2 separate regions of the Drosophila melanogaster genome follow, and region 1 is linked to region 2. Evidence: chromatin contacts called from public Hi-C data. All regions are on one chromosome and are shown on one strand. Each heading gives the region's core, a stretch centred on a gene start, on an enhancer-like site or on the middle of the called end of the contact. The rest is flanking DNA. Distances are from core to core; before and after follow the strand shown. Region 1 overlaps dpr8 (defective proboscis extension response 8). Region 2 holds the start of dpr8 (defective proboscis extension response 8).

What was found. A called contact is a pair of places that touch in the nucleus more often than the background predicts.
Region 1: a contact with region 2 is called in a Hi-C map of the Kc167 cell line, with 2.0 times the contacts expected there. The contact joins the enhancer-like site here to the promoter of dpr8 in region 2. A contact is called at or near these places in 16 of 107 Hi-C or Micro-C datasets (the Kc167 cell line, the OSC cell line, cellular blastoderm embryo and 8 more).

Annotation. Positions count from the first base shown.
Region 1 is chrX:14,362,980-14,367,606 of dm6, forward strand. All of the region lies in intron 3 of dpr8 (defective proboscis extension response 8), which reads left to right. Among named protein-coding and RNA genes, the nearest start is that of betaNACtes3, 14 kb to the right of the region's middle. Within about 2 kb of position 1,937, at least 7 of the 39 cell types and tissues checked have an H3K27ac peak or open chromatin away from gene starts, as enhancers often do. A contact at or near this core is called in the Kc167 cell line and the OSC cell line, where this site is marked.
Region 2 is chrX:14,319,508-14,323,689 of dm6, forward strand. It overlaps dpr8 (defective proboscis extension response 8), which reads left to right and starts at 2,719. Exons shown (of 10, transcript NM_167408.2): 1 at 2,719-3,408.

The sequences.
Region 1 (4,627 bases), core at 687-3,186, 43 kb after region 2:
TCTGGTTCTTTGGTTCTTTGGCTCTTTGGTACTCTGGTGCTATGGCCGCCTGTGTCCCTCGATCTGTTGTCACCCTAAACATGCTTTAAACAATCAAAACAAACGGCTGGCAGGCGGCAGCAACAAGAACATCAAGAGAACATCTCCCTGGCATCACGACATCGAACACACACTTTCTGCATTGTCAGTTTTAATAAATCGTCTTGTGTACGAGCATGTACACATGTACACATTATGTATCGCTGTCGAGAAAAAAAAAACCAAAAACAAAAACAAAAGCACAAAAAATGCAAAACAAACTCTTGACCAGCAGCAAAACTGAGCGAAGCGAAGCTCAACAAAAAAAGATACACGAACGCATAGATACGGTGAAATGCATTGAAGAAGCGATGGATATGTGTAGAGGGATTCCTCAAGGATTTAATAGTCTCAAATAAGCAGGGGAAGTTCTTGGAAATGAAAGGATACAAAACGATTGCGCCATGCTAAGACCAACTCAATTTAAATTGCTTTCCGGAAATGTTTAGGCAGCAGTGTGGTAAGGGGAAATTAGGAAATACATATATATATCTGGAAATTTAAAAAAAAAGAAAGAAATACAATTCAGCCACGCGATTACCACTTTCTTTCGATACAACCCATATACCCATTACAATTGGATGCCGTGCGTGATGTTTGCGGCCTTTGGCGGCTTTGGCGTCTGTTTTCATTTCTTGGGCCTCGTGGCCTTTGCTGTAAATCAACTAATAAAATATTTACAATTCTCGGGATTCTCCGAGACCCGCTCAAAGCGTATATATATTAGTGTGAACAAAGGGCCACACGAGTTCAGGAAAAGAATTGAGCCAACGTTAAAGAACCGACGCATTCGTGTTTATTTTTACTTTCAATTTTCTGCCAGCCGCCCCTATTTTTGTTTATTCATTTTGATACGAGCAATTCTCTAGACCGGGGTTGGAATTATCGAGTTGCGAGATACTATGTACAATATTTCATTCAACAAAGAATAAAAGATACAAGATAAAAATCGGAAATTTAGAGAAAAGCATGAATTTCAATGATCAACAACTCAAGTCGAGAAATTATGTTTGTATATATTTTAATATCTGTTATGAAACTAGATAATAGTTGTTTTACATTCATTAATTAGGAATGATAATTCTTGAATTTCCCTTTAAAAAATGGAAATGGGTATGAAAATCTTCGTTAGCCTTCTACTCTGCTGCTTTTTTTGTTTTTTTTTCTCCCCCTTTTTGCCGTTTAATAATTATCAACGCATTAGTGGGCGTCTCTCTCTTGTCCTCTTTCGCTCTCCTTCGTCGCTTTCTCCGCTTTCTCCACATTCTCCAGTCTCTATGGCGTTCTGGGCCAGGTTGGAAGCCTCAGGAAATGCTCTTGCCGCTTAATTATTCACGTTTTGGCTTGTAATTTCCCGAATGAAAAGGGATGGTGGCGGGGGGGGGGGGTCGGCTGCTGGAATGAGGGGGTGGTGGGTGGCGGGTGGCGGGTGGTCGCCTGACACTTGTTGGCCGCCACTGTGGTTAGACGGCGATTAAAGAAGGAAGCTGCCGGAGGCCAGAGGCAGCCGCCAGCAGCATATTTAATTAAATTCTAAACTCAGCACAAAATGCAGTCCAGATGGAAGGAGGAGAGCGAAAGAGTAAGCAGGAAGAAGAATGATAGAGACGGCATACACAATCAGTGGTAGCTTAGCAAAGGGCAAATGCGGTGTATAATCTATTTGCATATGTATGTATATATGTATGTATGCGTGTATTTTGTACTGGTGTGTGCCGATGTTTAGCGGTGTGTGTGTGTGTTTGTGTGTGTGAGCTTTTGTTCTTTTACCTTTTCGCCATTTCCGCTTCTCCGTGTCAGGCAAGCGCCTGCCTGGCATTATGCAGCGAAATATTCAACAAACATTTTCACTTCATTTCGCGGGCATCGTTAGCAGCTGCCACGCCCCTAACAGACTGCCTTCGCCAGCGCCCCCATTGTGCTGCAACTGATTTTAATTACATTTAATGCGAGACACTTTTTTTCTTGCCTTCCTTCCTTCCTTCCTGCCGTCCCATCTTTGTAACCCTCACTACTGCCACCTGCTGACTACAAATTTGTATTAATGTTAAACGCTAGTTATGCCTGCGCCATGCCACGCCCCCTCCGCCCACCAGATGGGCGAGTGGATGTCCTTCCGTTTTTTTCCCCGTTTTTTTTATATTTTTTATTTCTTGTTGTTTTTTTTTTTTTTTTGTTTGTTATTTTTTCCTTGCATATTCATGGCAGGCGGATGGGTCCATGTTTGTTTGCTCATCAGCCGAAGACAACTGTCGGCGGGAAATGGCTGGCGGAGAGGGGAACGAAACGGAACGAAACGAAACGGAAGGGGAAGGGGAAGAAAAGGAAAGGAAACAAGTGTTGCCTGGCAAAATGGTGGGGTAATTGCTAAGTGAAGTTTAACTGAAAGTTGTGAACACAGCGGCAGTGGCGCAGTGGAAACTTTGCAGTTAGTTGATTCCCCCGAAAGTATGCAACATTGATTGAAACAATTAAAGTAATCCCTAATCGACAGGACTGGCTTATCCTTTGGCAGGTGTTTAAAGCTCTGTTGGCCCGTGTGCGCAAGTACACTGGTCGAAAAAATAGTACCTAACTGCTCTCTCATTTGGCGGCTGCCGAATTCTGATATTTTGAATACTAAATATTTTCTCTGTGAGCCGAATGCATTCAATTTGCTTTCACTCTGCGGTGACCGTTCATTACATTGATACGCAGCACAGATTCTGAAACACCCCCCCCCCCCCCTTGGTGCAACATTTTTGCGCTTTTTGCTCATTTAATGGCATTTGTAGCCTGGCTGTTTTCGCAAATTATTGCCACCAGTGCACACACACACACACACACATGCAAACGAACAAGTTGCTGGGGAATTTAATGCAAAATAATGATGCAACGACCGATGGTCATCCAATGCTGGGCCAATTTTCAATTTGATTTGCATGTTCAGCGGGACAGTGGAGAAATTCCATTGGGGCCGTCATCGTCATCGGATTCGGAATCAGAATCAGAATCAAAATCAGAGCAGCATATAGCCGATCCATTGCATCCATTGCAGTCATTATGACCACGATGAAAACTGGCTTTCGTATACGTCATTTATTTATTGCAAGTTTTATGTGTGGTCTTCTGCTAGCTTAACGGAGTCGCGGATTAATGTTGTTCACAGGACGCACTAATGTGCATTTCATTTCCATTTAGTGACAGCATGGTACTTCAAATATCTTGGGGGTAGGATGGTTGAATTACTACTCTTTCTAAAGAGCATGTCTACTGTCCAATTTTGGGTCGTCTGGCGTTAAAAGAAGTAAATGCAATTTCAGAGTGTGTAAATTATGTTAAGTATTTACGCGCTTTTCAAAATGTTTTTCCAGCCATTTTGCATTTAATTAATTAAGTTTCCTTGAAATTAAGCTGTCGAATCCAGAGTTCAAAGTAAAAACAAATATACTTTTTGCAAATATTTACCGAAAGTGTTACAAAAGCCTGAACTGAATACACTGTACTGCAAAATCAGAAGTTTTGAAAGCGGGTTGTGATTGTGAAATTAAAATGCATTGAAATTTCCAGATTTCTGAGTTTTAGATGACAAAAATGAACTCCAAATTTCAAATAAATAATTGAAAAGCTATACCAAAGAATTCGCGTTAATGTATAAAAGCCATGTAAAAGGTATTCTACAATTACTCGATCGTATTTATCGTTGTAATACTCATGAGGGCTGCAAAGAGGCTTAAGAGCACATGTGTTCGTGTGTGTGTTGCAGTTGCGTGTGGCGACGTGCCACGCCCACCGTCGGACAGCTGCCGCCCCTTGGCGTTTGCGTGATGGGAATGAGTTCGAATTAAATCACAGGCGGCAATTAAATGAAATGAAATTTCCTTCTCAAAAGTCGCTCGCCCACAAAAGTGTGCTGAACAGTTTAAACCGAACACACGCAATACTCACACTCTCTCACACACACACACACACACACACAGACACACGGAGATAAACTGAAATCAATGACAAAAAATACAGCGCTATCTGGCCATGTGTGCGAGTGAGTTCATGAGATGGTGTGTGTGTGTGCAGCCATACGAAGACATGGAAAAAAAAGAACGGTGAGCCAAGCGAAGAATTCGAATGAACAAGGAGCGAGGAAAAGCGCAGGGAAGCACTGTGAAAATCAGTATATTTATATGCAAATTTAATAGATATGTTAAATAATTTCAGAAAAAAACATACTAAGTACTTTTGAATTTTCACATACGTGCAAAATATGTTTTCGAACAATTGACGATACTACTACTTATTGGCTATTTAAAGGCTTTAGTGATTGTGAGGCAATCTCTTGCTATTCGGGGGGTCATTTTGTTTCAGTGCTTAAGGCGGGTGTGTGGGCGTGTTGGCTGGTAGCCACCATCGATTGCTTTTGTTCTCGCAGCTCGTGCCGCTGCCACCAAACCGCCTCCAACTCCGCGACCGTGGTGTTGCTGTAGTTATTGGTATCTGGTTGCCGTGTTAATCTGCTTCCTTCCGCTATATTTGCGCGGCATATTTACGCGACGCGAGGCGGGACGCTGCTGCC
Region 2 (4,182 bases), core at 1,469-3,968:
TAGATAAATATAATATAAGAAATGTACTTTTCAAAGGGAAGGAGAAATGCGTGGGTAGTCTATATATAATACACTTGATGGCGAACGCTTAGCAGACTGCTCTTGATTTAAATGAGACCTTAATGGCTCATAGACTTTCAGTTTCGCAGAGGTGTGTGTGTTCTACGTCCTAGCCATATCTTAAACCCCTCAAGACAGAGGACTTTTGTGGCAAGGTGGCAAAGGATGGAAGGATGAATTCATTGCAGCTGCTGCTGCTGCATAAATGCTGAAAGTTTCCTCCAAGGTAGCCTTGATGTTGCCACTGCACTTTTTGTGCCGCATGCCGCAGCAAATTCCCCTTGCCTCGTCGCACCACGCCCAACCAACCCGCAACTTTTGCCCACCTGCATGCAACAGAGTTGCAGCAACGCTTTTTGGCTCGCTGAGTGCAATTTTTTAATGACAACTTTCGCCGGGGACTGAGTGAGTGGGTGGATGGGTGGGTGGTATGGTCGAAAATCAACTTGATGCTGCTCGACGATGCGCAAACCGAGCGAAGTGAGTGCAAAGGGCTTAGGACTCTTGCTGCCAAAAGCAGCAAAAACATGGCAAAAATCAGGGGAAAACCATCAACAGCAACAACAACGACAATGGCAACAACAACGGCGAAAACCGTTCAAGTGAGCAGCCATAAGAGATTTCCCCGCCGCACCAGCCAAGAAATTCGAATCCGAGTGGCAAGTCAGAGCAAAAGTAAAGCAAAGTCAGCAAAGTGCAACGCGCAGGGAAAACAACCTGAAAGCAGAATGCACCGGAAAAAAAAACAACTACGCCATGAATATGTAATCAATCGAGGAAATGTGTGAAAAATATATATTGAATACACTTTAAATTTTAATTAAATGAAAAATGACTTAGAAGGAAGGACTTCTATGATAGTAATTCAATCAAGAAATACACAATACAGAAATAATAATTTTGAAAATTGCGCTATTGAATGTTTCTGTAATACATGCATAGAATACGTAATCAATAATTTCGAAACAAATTTAATGTTAATTAGGTTGTTTAGCCATTCAGTCATTATAATTTTATTTTAATGAGCTAATAATCGAATCAGAAACGACTGGACTTTTAGCTGCAGTTCAGAAATTCGTGAATATTGTATGCATGTACATATATTGTGAAAATGCAGCTGATATGTAATAATCATTGCTCATTCGCTTTTTCCCTCGGCGGAAGGAAGTTAATGGTGGCACAATTGGATCCGCAGGCGGGGTGACACACTGGCCGAGTTCAAATGACTCGAGTATCTCGAGATGGCGAAGTTGAAGCTGAAGTTGAGGGTGTGAGTGCAGGAAGCAGGATCTGCGGCTGCCATCTTAATTTGCATGCACTCGCTGGCGGTGCGTGTGTATGTAATTTATTTGTCGCGCGAGCGGAATTCCCTTGAACTTGTCCGCTGGCATCAGCATCACCATCACCATCAAAACCAGCAGTAAGGAGCGGCAGTAGGAGCGGCAGGCGGACTTGCAGCGTGCAACATGCAACATGAGCAGCAGTTAGCAGTCAGCAGTCCGTCTCGTGTGTCCTGCGTCCTGTGTCTGTGCCACATCGTGCGTCTGCCGACAACACGCAGGACTCTTCGTGCCGCCCGCTGCAATTGCAACGCTGCCTGCCCTATCGGCCACGACTGTCGCTCGGAGGCGCCACACGAGCTGAGGTAGCCCAATAGAGTCCACACCGGACACCGCCAGCGATGCCCCGCCCCTTCGATAACAAGTGGGCGAACCTATCAATTTGTAAATCTAAAATTATATAAAAGAAATAGGAAAAATTGTTTTCATTTATTAAATACTTACCCATAATAGATTATTTATCTTTATATTTAAGTAAATATTCAATAAATGAGTACCACATCCATATGTATGTACAAACATACAAAGCACACCGAAACCGTATGTATGTATTGTAGAATAAGAAATGAGATGCAATTGAAAGAAGAGAGAGATCAAAGTAAAAAATGTGTCTCAAATCGCTTTCGTTGACAGCAAGAATCAGTGGGCAAATCGAAGGAAACATGCAAAACTAACTGTTTGTGAATGAATTACTTTGGATAACGGAAGATAATACGCGAATGATGAATAAGAATTAGTGTAGCTGTGTTCATTGTATCCAAATAATATTCAAACAGAGCGGTGCATATATATTTCATACATACATACATATGTAAGTATTTACATATACATATATGCATATGTATTTTTCATTGATAAAGTGGGTGTGCTTGTTTTCAAAGAACCCCCCTTCAATTTTTTTTTTTTTTTTGTTAATTTCGAGTGCAAAACCACATTACACGTGTTTATTTATTTTGGGGTGGTTTAACCCCTGGCGACCCCTGGCCCGGCATTTATCGAACCTTTGCTCATCTCCCATGCGAATGCAGTCCACACTCGCGTTCCACAAGTGCCACTATGGCGCCTGCGCATCGCCCAAAAGCGCCGCACGAAGTGGATTTCAGTTAAGCGGAGCGGGAATCGGAAGTGGAGCAGCGGACACACGGCCTCACCCACACGCATCCTTCGTGTGCGCTTTGCCAAAGGTGGGCGCGCGCGCGTGTGTGTGTGTGTGTGTGGAACTCGTGGGCCGAGACACTGACGACGCGACACGAGGCGACACGAAGCTTTGGCCGAGTTTCGAGCCGCGAGTGCTCGGCGGTTCAGTTTCGTTTAGGTTATCGAACACAACGGTTTGTGCCGCGCGATTAAAGGCGGATATATTCACTGCATTTGACTCGACTCTCGATTCGATTCGTTTCGTCTCGTTTCGGATCGTCTTGCCACACAACTCGAACTCGAATGCGAAAGCGAATCCTCGACAACTGAATTCCATCCGACATCGAAACTGTTTATCTCGGGAAATTCAAACGCTGCAGGAAAGGCGGTGAAACGGTCGCGATCGCGATCATCAAATTGCAATTGTGGCTGGCCCGTCCTAAACCGCCTAACGTCCCACGTCCCACGCCCCCGCCCGCCCCACACGGAACGTTGTCCCCTCACCGCGCCGCCCAATACATTAACCCCCGTTAACCCCCGGGAAATTCAAAACGCGTCGCGTCGCGTCGGGAAACGCGTGCCGCCGCCAATTGCATCTGTTGTTTGTTGTTTTTTTCGGTTGAGTGTGTGAGAGTGTGCCATCTATATTGCATTGTTGTTGTTTCTCTTTTTGGGGTTTTCCTCAATTGACAAGAAAAACACGAAAACAAAGAAGGCGAGAGACGTACAAGTGAAACGTAAACAATGAAAAGTGAGACGACGGCTGGCGAAAAAGTGAAATCCAGTTGATTGCAGTTTGCAGTTGGCAGCAGCTGCAGAGCGAAAGCGAAAAGCTTAGCATACTTTTGGGCCTGCCCCAATAACTCAAGCCGTAAGTGTCCTGTGTGTGTGTGCACTGCTGATGTGTGTGTGTGTGTGCGTGTGCGGGTGGTGTGCGTTGGTATTGTCGTGTTTGTGTGTGCGGATGAGCCTTTTAAAGTCCCGAGGCTGTTGCTGCCCAATTGAAACGGAAATTCACTCAAAAAAGCGCCAAAAATGTGGCAAAAAGAAATTTACTACAATTACAACTAAAAACTTACTAAAAATCCTAACTTAACTAATTTCGTAATTTTTAAAGTCCGCTGGCTGAAGAAGCGGAAGCAGAGTATTAGAAGAATATTACTGTTAACTATACAACTTTCATGTGTTGAAAAGCCGCTGGCAAAACAGAACATCGTAGTCTTATAAAGAAATTTTTATTTAAGTGTTTTAACATATAAAATCTCTTCACCTTTAATTTTAATTTCTGGAGAATGTGCCTTATTTGTACGTAATTCTTGGACCATAAATATGCCTATATATTGGGCTACAAAGTTCGAAAACTTCTCAAGTCCTCAGAAGTGCAAGAAAAATGAAAAATTTAAAGAAAACGCCAGAAGTGGCAAAAAGTTTGATCTGCGATCTCCAACTTGTACTAATAAATATGCTTCCATATATTACATATATTTTTTTTTTTGGGCTGCCAATGTGGCAAACTTGTATCAAGAAATTTTCAGATCCTGAAAAGAAAAGGACGAAAAAAAGTCCACACCTGCGAGCAGAAAATTTCATGTTGCCGTCGCCAGCGAAGAAGGCAAAAATGTTTAAGGCGAATTGCGAACTTTTA